Regions from separate parts of the Gossypium raimondii genome. Here region 1 is linked to region 2. The links are chromatin contacts, called in public Hi-C maps. All regions are on one chromosome and are shown on one strand. The core of a region is the stretch at or near the end of the contact, and the rest is flanking DNA. Distances in the headings are between cores, read along the strand shown. Region 1 holds the start of LOC105791355. Region 2 holds the start of LOC105791350 (endoglucanase 6).

Region 1 (4,912 bases), core at 370-2,869, 130 kb after region 2:
GAGTTGGTGTTCACATCAAGACTAACATCGGCAGGGGAGGGGTTATAAAGAACATCACAGTGTCTGAACTGTTCATGGAAAACGTTAGAACAGGTATAAAAGTAGCAGGTGACACCGGCGACCACCCTGATAACAATTTTAACCCAAACGCCCTCCCATATGTCAAGGACCTTATGTTAAAGAACATTTGGGGTGTGAATGTCCAGCGAGCAGGTTGGATGCATGGCATCGAGAATGCCACTTTCACCGGCATCTGTCTTTCAAACGTTACCCTCCAGGGCACGACTGGACCAAGACCTCCTTCCTGGAACTGCAATGCCATAAGGGGGGCTGCAATCGAGGTTAGCCCACGGCCATGCGCTGAACTCACCAGCGTAGAACAGAGTGGTTCATGCGCCAGCCATTCCTAAGATTCATGTTATAAAATATAGTTTTCTACTCTGATTTTAACCCTTTTATGTCTCTTTTTTTTTTCTTTAATATTCACGTTAAACCTTTCCATTGCAACAAGTAAAAAAATTCATGAAAAACAGAACAACAAAACCAGTGATCTGGCAATATGAAATCTCACAGCGCAGTTACTATAATACAAGGAACATCATATGGTTCATCTCAAACGAGTGCAATCTTATTTACAACCCATAGTAAGGCACACTAAATAGTAATATGCACGCATACCCTAAGGGCTGGTGACTAGAAAGTGAAAATTACCCAAATAAACATATAGATAGATGCAACACTAGATCACTATGATCATTTTAGATAACGTGCAGGGTATATTCAAAAATGAATAAAATACTTCCGGAACTTCTCCATGAACCCGCCCTCGTGCTCCTCTGTCTCATCCCTTTCTTCCTCTCCATGGTGATGATGGCGGTGGTGATGATGGTGGTGGTGGTGGTGGTGGTGATGCTCTTCCTCATGATCCTCTTCATCATGGTGTTCGTGGTCATGGTCTTCATCATGGTGCTCGTGGTCATGGTCTTCATCATGGTGCTCCTGGTCATGGTCTTCATCATGGTGCTCGTGGTCATGGTCTTCATCATGGTGTTCGTGGTCATGGTGGTCTGGCTTCATAAAACCTACATGATGCTTAGACTCGGTGCCATCATCGTCAAAACTGCCCCAACTGGCCTCGATCTGGCGAACAACACCGCGTGACTCTGGGTCAAAACTTCTCTCGTTGGACAGTATCATATCGTTGCCGTAAGAAATGAAGCGCTTCTGATGGAAGCGTGGATTCAAAGGCCTGAAGCGTTTATGGAAACGGCAGTTGTGCTTGTGACGGAACGGAATCAAGGGACGCCTTGGGAAGTGGCGGTTGACAGGGTTAAAACTGATCCTGGTCAAAGGAACGGAGGCGACGCCGGAGGCATCATCATCGTGCTTGAAGTCGAGTAATTTGGGGGGTTCAAAGTGGGGTTTCTCGCTGGGGAGAAGGATGGCGGATTCGGGGTCGGATTCGGATTCGGATTTTTCGGGGGTGACATCATGTTGGGATTCAGATGTGATGAAGCGGGCGTGAGAGAAGGTGAAGAGGAGGAAAGTAAGGGTGAAGAGAAAAGCGAGTCTAGCCATTTTTGTCTAAAAGGGATTTTTGGTGAAGGCATGAAATATGGATTAATAAAAGGGGCTGTGTCAGGACCGGTGGTTTTGACTTGGAAACAGGAGGTGGTGCCGGAACGGGTCAATAGGGGTGACCCAACACGTGGCTTTGGACACAGTACATATTTAATTATTACTGATAAATTAATATGTTATAATTTTATTAGTATCAAATGAAATTATTAATATGAATATATTATTTTAATTTTATAATTTGGATTAATGAATACTAATTAAGATGCTTTCAAATGAATTATAAGTAGCAATAGCGAACCTATTAGAAATTTGAAAACTGGGGAAATCTGACTTTTGGGATTTTGGTTTGGTGTCGTATGGGACAAGTTTTGGGTTTGACAAATCTGCTCCAGAAGCTTCTTTTTAAAGTAGACTTGTGAAATATTATTTTGTGTTTAAAAATAATACTTGATAATAATAAATATGTAGTATGTACGAAATTAAAAATAATTTAGATGAAAAATCTAAGTAATACTCGAGTGAAAAACTGTGTAATAAAATTAAAATGTACAATGTTATCAAAACAAAATTTTAATTGAGGTGGTTTAAATCAATGTGAAAAATTAAGATTTTATAAGTGCGGGTGACAATGGTTTGAATCTCACTATATATATATAAAATGTTTATTGATTTTATTTAAAATATAAATAAGACAAAAATATTTTTATAATAATATAATTAATTTTAAATATGAAAAATATTTTAATAGTTCTTTTAATTGAATTGGTGTGGCACTAATTTAATTAAGAATTTAAATAATAATACAAATATATAAATAAAGTACAACAAAAATATAAATTTAAACCTATTTTCCTTCCTTGACAAAAATTTAAGCCGTGTTGGGTTGGCACGTCTGATTAATCTTTAAATAAGGGTTGGCCCTGTTTGTATTATATTGTGTGTAATGTGGAATTGAATCATTTTTCCAAACTCTGATTTCACATTGGACACAGAAGCAACGCGTTAAACTTGACATTCACCATGAATATTTGATGCTATAGTTTTCACACTCCACAAATAGTATGTGTATGATAAAATATTAAAAAATATATGATAATTTTTTAAAATTATTTATGAAATAAGAAAAAAAAGAGTTCATTATTAGTGAATTAATTATTATCTTATAAACAAATGGTAATTGTTCTGACCATTCCACTGCCACTAGTGTAACACCCCTTACCCGTATTCGATGCCGGAATAGGGTATGAGGCATTACTAAAACACATACACTTGTATACGTATTAAACCGAGTTACAAAATTTCATCCGAATTAAAACTTTTTATATTATTAACGTGCTTTTATAATTCTTTACAACCTATCCTCGAAATATTGTATTCATAATAAATAGAGCCTATAAGACTCGATACAAACTCATTCATATACTCAATTTATCCATTAAATCATTTCAACCTTGAATAATCCACATTATGCCAAAATCAACACTAATAACAATCATAAATCTCTTCATATTAATTTCACATATTACTACATTACATATCTTGAGCATATGCCAAAATTTCAGTATCATGCAACCATCAACAAACTCATTTCTCCTTTAGTCGACTAGTAAATTAGCCTTAAAATTCATATCAACCATTAAATCTCACAATTTTATAACATCTCATTACCAAATGATTCTAATAACAAGATACTTTATAATCATCCTTATGACTACAGATATTTCACAAAGCATGATTATCATCCAACATTATCTATGTACCAAAATGACTAATTCACAAGCAATAACAATTCAATGTTTTATTTCAATTTCATTCAATTCATAACTCTTCGTGTTCACAATTCAAATTAATTTCTCAATCCAATTTGCATTTCAATACCACAATAATTCTTTTAATTCAAATCATATCAATAATAATTCCCATTCAACTCATAAACAATTCAATATTGATTTTTACTTTATTTTTTTAGTACTAACATATTATTCAAAATTTTAACAATTGCTATTAATAAATTCAATACCGATACGAATTTACTATTCAATTCGGCGTCTATCGATTATAAACGAGCATATAGCCAATTATACACGAATCATTCGTATATTTTATTTTTTCCTCCTCCCCCTCTCCATTCCACATCCTTAGTGTACATAACACTCTTAAAAATAACAATCTCTATAGTTTCACTATTCATTCAACTTCAAATAAGCTGTCTAGTCGGGTTACAGTCACTAAATTATTTTTATCCGGAGCTACAGAGCTCCAAATTATAATTTTCCCAGGAACTAGACTCACATATCTTCTTACCATGAAATTTTCAGAATTTTTGGCTTGGCCAATTAGTACAGTTTATTCATGAAAGTCACCCCTGTTTCACTGCTCAACATCTCTGACCTCTCTTCACTAAAAATGAATTATTTTATTGTACAGAATTCGGATGATATTTCCGTTTGTTTCCTTTGAAAATAGACTCAATTAAAGATTCTAAGCATATAAATTATAACTCATAATTATTTTTTTACAATTTTTAATTATTTTCCAAAGTTAGAACAGGGGATTCCGAAATCAATCCAACTCTGCCTCACTAAAATTCAAATATCTCAAAATGTATAACCCTTTTGCTTGCTCTGTTTCTTTTATATAAAAATAGACTCATTAAGCTTTCATTTCATATCTTATTCACTCTCTAATTCAATTTTCACCATTTTTGGTGATTTTTCAAAGTTACACAACTGCTACTGTCTAAACTGTTTTGTTGTAAAATGTATTCTTTCATAATTTCACTTTTTCACTATCTCAATTCCATTGAATTAATCACATCTCATTCCAATAGTTCATTTCAATTCATATACAACCCATTCAATTTATCACTATATTCAAAGCAGTCCAATTTCTCATTTCCAATTTCAAGTCAATCTTCAATTCAAATTTACATATATATATTCATCATTCAAGTACACTTAGTTAATTTTCCCAATGAACTTATCGGAATAAAAACAGATTTCTCGGTGGCCTACACACAGTCCGTACCACCTTTGTGTAATAACAGACTCTCGGTGGCCTGCACATAGTCCGTGCCACCCTTGTATCTTAACAGAATATTGGTGGCCTGCACATAGTCCGTGCCACCCTTGTATCTTAACAGAATATTGGTGGCCTGCACACAGTACGTGCCACATATGCGACCTATCAGTCTAGTACACGTAGTGGACTGCACTTAGTCCGTACCACACGTGACCCAATTACGATCATTCATATCTTTTCCATTCCGAGGTTCAATCGGGAAATTTTTACTTTTTAATATTTTACCATTTCTTTTCTAACCAATCTTAAT
Region 2 (5,456 bases), core at 262-2,761:
CAAAATATAGCTACTACAAGGGTTAAAAGGTTTTTATTTTTCCTGGCTCAAAACAGTGGTAGTATTTTGGTGGAAGAAAGAAGTAGACAGAGGTGGTTGTTTTTATTAAATGAAAACTAGGGTTGGGCCCCCCAAGTTGCGAAATTGAGGCCGACAAAAGAGTGCGTAATAACAACCATTTTTTCCATCATCTTCTGATAAAAAAAGGTATAGAGTGTAAGCTAACATGCATCGGCGGATCCAATGGTCCCAGCAACGCGAGAAGACAGACTGCGTAAATGTATACCTGGTGGGCATGGCGAAGAAGCTCGGTGGAATATGCAGGGTTGGAACGGCGGAAGACGATTGAGGCGGCAGCCATGGCGGCGGCAGTTTCACCTGCCAGATCCGACCCAGGGTTGCTTGGGTCTATCTTGTAAGCATGACGGTTGGTGGTCATATCCTCTGGTCTTTGCCAACAGTAGTGGTCACTGTTACCATCGCCCACCTAAAATGGATCTCACCAAAATTAATTATTTTTTAATTGAGTCCTTTTGAGTTTTAGCAGTATTAAATTCAAACTAATATTTTATTAGTAGCCAAGTGTTGCTATCAAGTATGAGATTTGAAAAAAAAATTTGGACATATTAGTGACAAAATAATGGAGTGTTAAGAATGGCAAGAAACACGAGGAGGGAAGAAGGTCGGGAAGAGTACCTCTCCATAAAGGACATAAGGTTCGGGATGAGCTTTAATGAGGTAGTCAGTGCCCCACTTGACTGCTTCCATCGCATGGCCGAGCTCTCCATTGGCACCCATTTGTTTCCCGTACTCTATAATACTCCAGGACATCATTGTTATGGTGAATGCCATGGGCAGTCCGAACTTCACATTGTCCCCTGCATCGTAGTACCCTCCAACCAGATCCACCTTGAGAATTTGGGAAAACAACTTCAACCATAAATACCATAATTTTCGATTCTAAATGAAGCAAGTCAAAGAACAAAAGTGACGTTTTGACCGAGAAAAGAAGTTCAAGTTGAGAGTGGAACTTTAACTTACCCCACTGGCCTTGCCGTCATTCAAGCCGGAATTGGCTCTCCACGTAACTCTCTGGTTATGAGGAAGGTAACCAGATCTCTGAGCTTCAAAGAACAGAATGCTCTTGCTCAGAGCTTGGTTATAGTCATGTCCAGCAAAAGCAGAAGGAAGAAAAAGCAGCAGAAGTAAAGGAGTCATTTCAATCAGCCTCATCAACTTCTCCATGTACATTCAAACTTATCAAAAGACACAATTCAAGTTTCAAGTTGAAACAAAAACAGATCTCTTTCTGCAGCAGAGTGGGGTTTCCTTCAAGTTTCTAAAACTAAAAAGAGAAACCCATTTGGTATCGAACACAAAAAATGCAGTCTAGTAAGAGAGAAAGGTAAAAAAAATGGAATGAGTTAAAAGAGGTGATAGAAATGAAAGTGAGGAGAGAAAGAGCAGTGGGATTGGGAATTGGAAGAGGAGCTGAAGCCTCTATATATTGTGGAGTGGAGGGAAGGAAGAGCAAGAGAGGTTAAAAATTGGTATTGAAAGTAGTTTTTAATAATAATTGGAGGAGAGGGAAAGGGAAAGAACAAAGTCATGTGGGTGTCCCTGGCGCTTTTAGTCTTTTACTGGGTAGAGTCGGTGCGGATTTAATGGTTCTTTTTGGCAGGGAAACTGCTGCTAAACATGATTAAAATTAATTTCTGATTTTTACTCTTCTGTAGAATTTCTTTTTATGCCTTCTCCACTCCACTAAACTTACATTGTTTGTAACTTGGGAATAATGCCCCTGAAATTAAGGCATGAAGTTTATTACGACTCCATTAAATCTCTGTTGGGCACCGCATGTGAGAGGGTACCCTGTCCTGGGTTACAAATGGTGGGCATAATTGGATTTTGCAAAACTTGGCTGCTTGGTTTATGTTTTGAAATTTGTTCACCCATAATTAATGCAAATTATTTTTATTTTTATTTTAAAATTAATCATCTGGCTTCTGCAGCCTGCGACCTGTCCGTTTGCGTCTCCTGTCGTATTAGGTATGGGAAAATTGCAAACCCTGTATCATCTTTTACAGGTGCTGCCACACTGCTTGATTAGGCCAATTATAGCACATATCTAACCCTAATTATTTTAGACATTTTCTTTTCTTTTTCTTTTTAAATTGTATTAAATATTAACTTAAATCTCTTAAAATATATTCATTTTCTCAATTTTGTACTTAATTTTATTTATCTATTTTGTAATGTTGGTTAAAAATATTTGTTAGGCCACTTTGATCAATGAAAAAAAATGTCACGGTGGTCGACGTTGATCGACTATTGACGAGTATTGATTGATCATTGGTAGATATTGACCAATTGTTGACGGTAATTGATCAGGCATTGATTTGCCATGTTATGCTATTAGAATATACCACATGTCCCTTTTATTTTTTTTAATATTATATATATTATATTGATTCATATATAATATATATAAATTTAAAAAAATATATAATTATTATCATAAACAATAATTTTAAGATATAATTTATTGACCACAAATCTACATATGTTTGGAGAATGAATTGATGTGAAAAGCATAAAGAAAAAGATGCATTATTAATGGATAAATGTAAATGTTATATATTATTGATGAAGGGGGTTAAATGTAACCCTAAATTCTCAACTAAAAGCCATTTTTTTGTCCAGCTAAAGAAAAGGGGGGTTGAGGTTTTTATGACGATTGGATGTAGAATTAAAATCTAAATATTAGAGGGAATTTGAATTTTTTTTTTTGACAAGCTTAGAAGACATGGAATTTGAATAATTGCTTTAATTATTGAGGGAACTTCTCAGCATCAACCGGAATTGTTGATAATGGTAACTAGGATTCGCCAAACCCGACAACCCCATTTTATTTTCTCTTCTGAAATTAGGAGTCCACCGACGGCATCCGGTAGGCAATATGACAATCCTTTGTAAAATCAACCGTGCAAGATGTCCATTTTCATTTGGTTATTTTATTTAAAAGGTCAAAAAGAGAGCGCTTAATTCCCAACAGCAATCAACGGTCTCCGCCGGAAATTAACCTTTTTCTTTTTTTGGGGTTGCCGAAAATATTTTTGTCATCTTGCTTTTCCTTTTGCCCTTTCATAAAAGTAAAAAAGAGTTTTTTATTTTAATATCATAAGAAGGTTTTAAAAAACCAAGAGATGTGGACAGTGGAGACGTACGGTATGTAAGTCAAAGAGGCAAGCCTCCGCAATTACCGGCTAACAACGGTTCTATCACTTCTGATGGTTCTACCTAGGCAACGCGGTCACCGGCTGTCCGGGTGAGTTAGTTTTTTATCAGCCTCCCTAAGTACACCTGCCCCCCCCCCCCCACCAATTTTGTTCCCACTTTGACGTGGCGAAATCCATGTTAAAACATTAACGTTGGTTATAAATTGAAGGCATAGGCCATCTTCCATAAGTGGAACTCTTTCTTTGCTTTGTTGTTGGTAAAGAACGGGACACAGTCAGCCCGAAACAGTACCACCAACTTTGCTTTTATGGCCTACAAAAATATCTTTGGATAGTATTGTTGCGCAACGCAAGCACAGAATTCAAATTTGCTTTCCTAACTAATAGGCAAGAGATGCCTAATTAAATTAGTTACTCCTTTTATTCAAACATGTTATACTTTGACTACAAATTGTTAGCTTATACTAATACAATTCCACAAACAGTTTACTTCAATTTGGTCTCTTTTTTCTGGCAATTAGAGCTAATTTGTTAGATTGTTATGCACTCAAATTTTGACAAACTCTTTGTTTTAAATGAAGTATTGATTTAGTCACTCAATATACTAGTTAAACATCATTAAGAGTTTAAATGTTTTTTAGGTGTAATTAAGAATACCAACTTATCTTTGGTAAAAGTATATCTTGTAGTAGGAGTTGAATTGCATTTTGTCCTCTCTACTCAAAAACTAGGCAAATTAATCATTATATATTAGATCAAAGAATAATTTGGTCATTTTGTTAAAAATTTCATTTATTTCTACTGTTAAAATTTGGTCAATGTACATCAGCATGAGGCATATATGACATGTCATGTGTCACTGTTTGGTTATTCTGTCAACCACGTTAGTTTTTAACAGTATAAACGAATTAAATTTTTAACAGTAAGTACCAATTTGATCTTTGATCTAATGTATAGAGAATAATTTGCCTATTTTTTGAGTTGAGAGAGCAAAACGCAATTTGATTCCTAGTATAGGGGCCCCCACAATACTTTTACCACTTATCGTTATAGAGTTTAGGGATAGATATCAAAATTATACATACTTTGATTTAATTTGCAATTGTATAGATGAACTTTACTTTGGTGCAATTATACACGTGAAACTCTAATTGTGGTTCAAATATATACTTGAAACTTTAATTTTGATTTAATCATGCACATTTAAAGAAATAAATACATAAATTTATTTTTATATTAGATAAATATAATTATTTATGTATGCAACATATAAACATAAAATGATGTACTATCAAGAATTGTGTTAATAATTTACAAGAATTGAATCAAATCAAAAATTTTTGTATAAAATTGTATAAAATCAAAATTCATGTATACAGTTACACATAAAAGTAGAAAATGAGATGGGGGTATATAGAATTATACAAGTAAACTGGAAAGGGATATGTGAGAAGAGAGGGCTAAGGACATGTGGTGTGAGATAAATGTGTCTCATATCTCCCAGCCAGGGTCTCTTTCTTTCATCATATTTGGAATTTGGAACCTCCAATTAAACCTTTCTCTGTAGCTTGATTAATAAATTCCTAAAGCGGCTGCTAAATCATTCTTCACAATATAAGATTAAAAAAATGTCATTTGATTTTGATCTTTAAACTTACAAAAGCAACATTTCTTTTCTTTTTGTTTTAGGCTCCTTTTGGAAAAACAAAACTTAATTAGTAGGGCTGTATTACCTCAAATTTTATTTTTTAAACCAAACAAATGGAGGGTTTAAATTGGGGACTAAATCGTAGAAGCCTGAAGAATAGAGGGAGTAGGGGCAGTATTAGACTTTTATAGGATAAGGAAATTATACGGGAGGGCATGAAGCTAACAAAATAATTGTAAATAAAATTATTGAACAGAAAAAGTGGAAGGTAACTGAGAAAACCTCAAGGAAATAGTTGAAGAAGCAAGGAATGTCTAAAAAGCAGTGAAACATGAAACTTGCTTTTTTTTTTTTTTTGAATTTACTTTTTAGGCATGAACGCAAAGCAGAATCCTTGGAGATAATGGTGATTGTGTTGACAGGTGAGAGTAAATAGGACACCCCCTAGGCAAGGGCACCTATGAATATGATCCCTACACGTATGCAAGAGGACAAAATGCCTTTATAAATTATCCTTGGGGGTTCAAGCTTGGGCTTGTGAACATGAAAAGAGAAAATGTGCAGCTTCC

What was found. Hi-C and Micro-C count contacts between places; a contact is called where the count stands out from the background.
Region 1: a contact with region 2 is called in a Hi-C map of leaf, with 3 times the contacts expected there. The contact joins the promoter of LOC105791355 here to the promoter of LOC105791350 in region 2. A contact is called at or near these places in 2 of 2 Hi-C or Micro-C datasets (both in leaf).

What each region holds. Positions count from the first base shown.
Region 1 is chr8:36,950,956-36,955,867 of ASM2569854v1, forward strand. It overlaps LOC105791355, which reads right to left and starts at 1,620. Exons shown (of 1, transcript XM_012619394.2): 1 at 553-1,620. The coding sequence starts at 1,578. The coding sequence ends at 781. It overlaps LOC105791353 (probable polygalacturonase), which reads left to right. Exons shown (of 5, transcript XM_012619393.2): 5 at 1-617. The coding sequence ends at 410.
Region 2 is chr8:36,816,544-36,821,999 of ASM2569854v1, forward strand. It overlaps LOC105791350 (endoglucanase 6), which reads right to left and starts at 1,512. Exons shown (of 9, transcript XM_012619390.2): 1 at 1,042-1,512; 2 at 697-909; 3 at 287-487. The coding sequence starts at 1,251.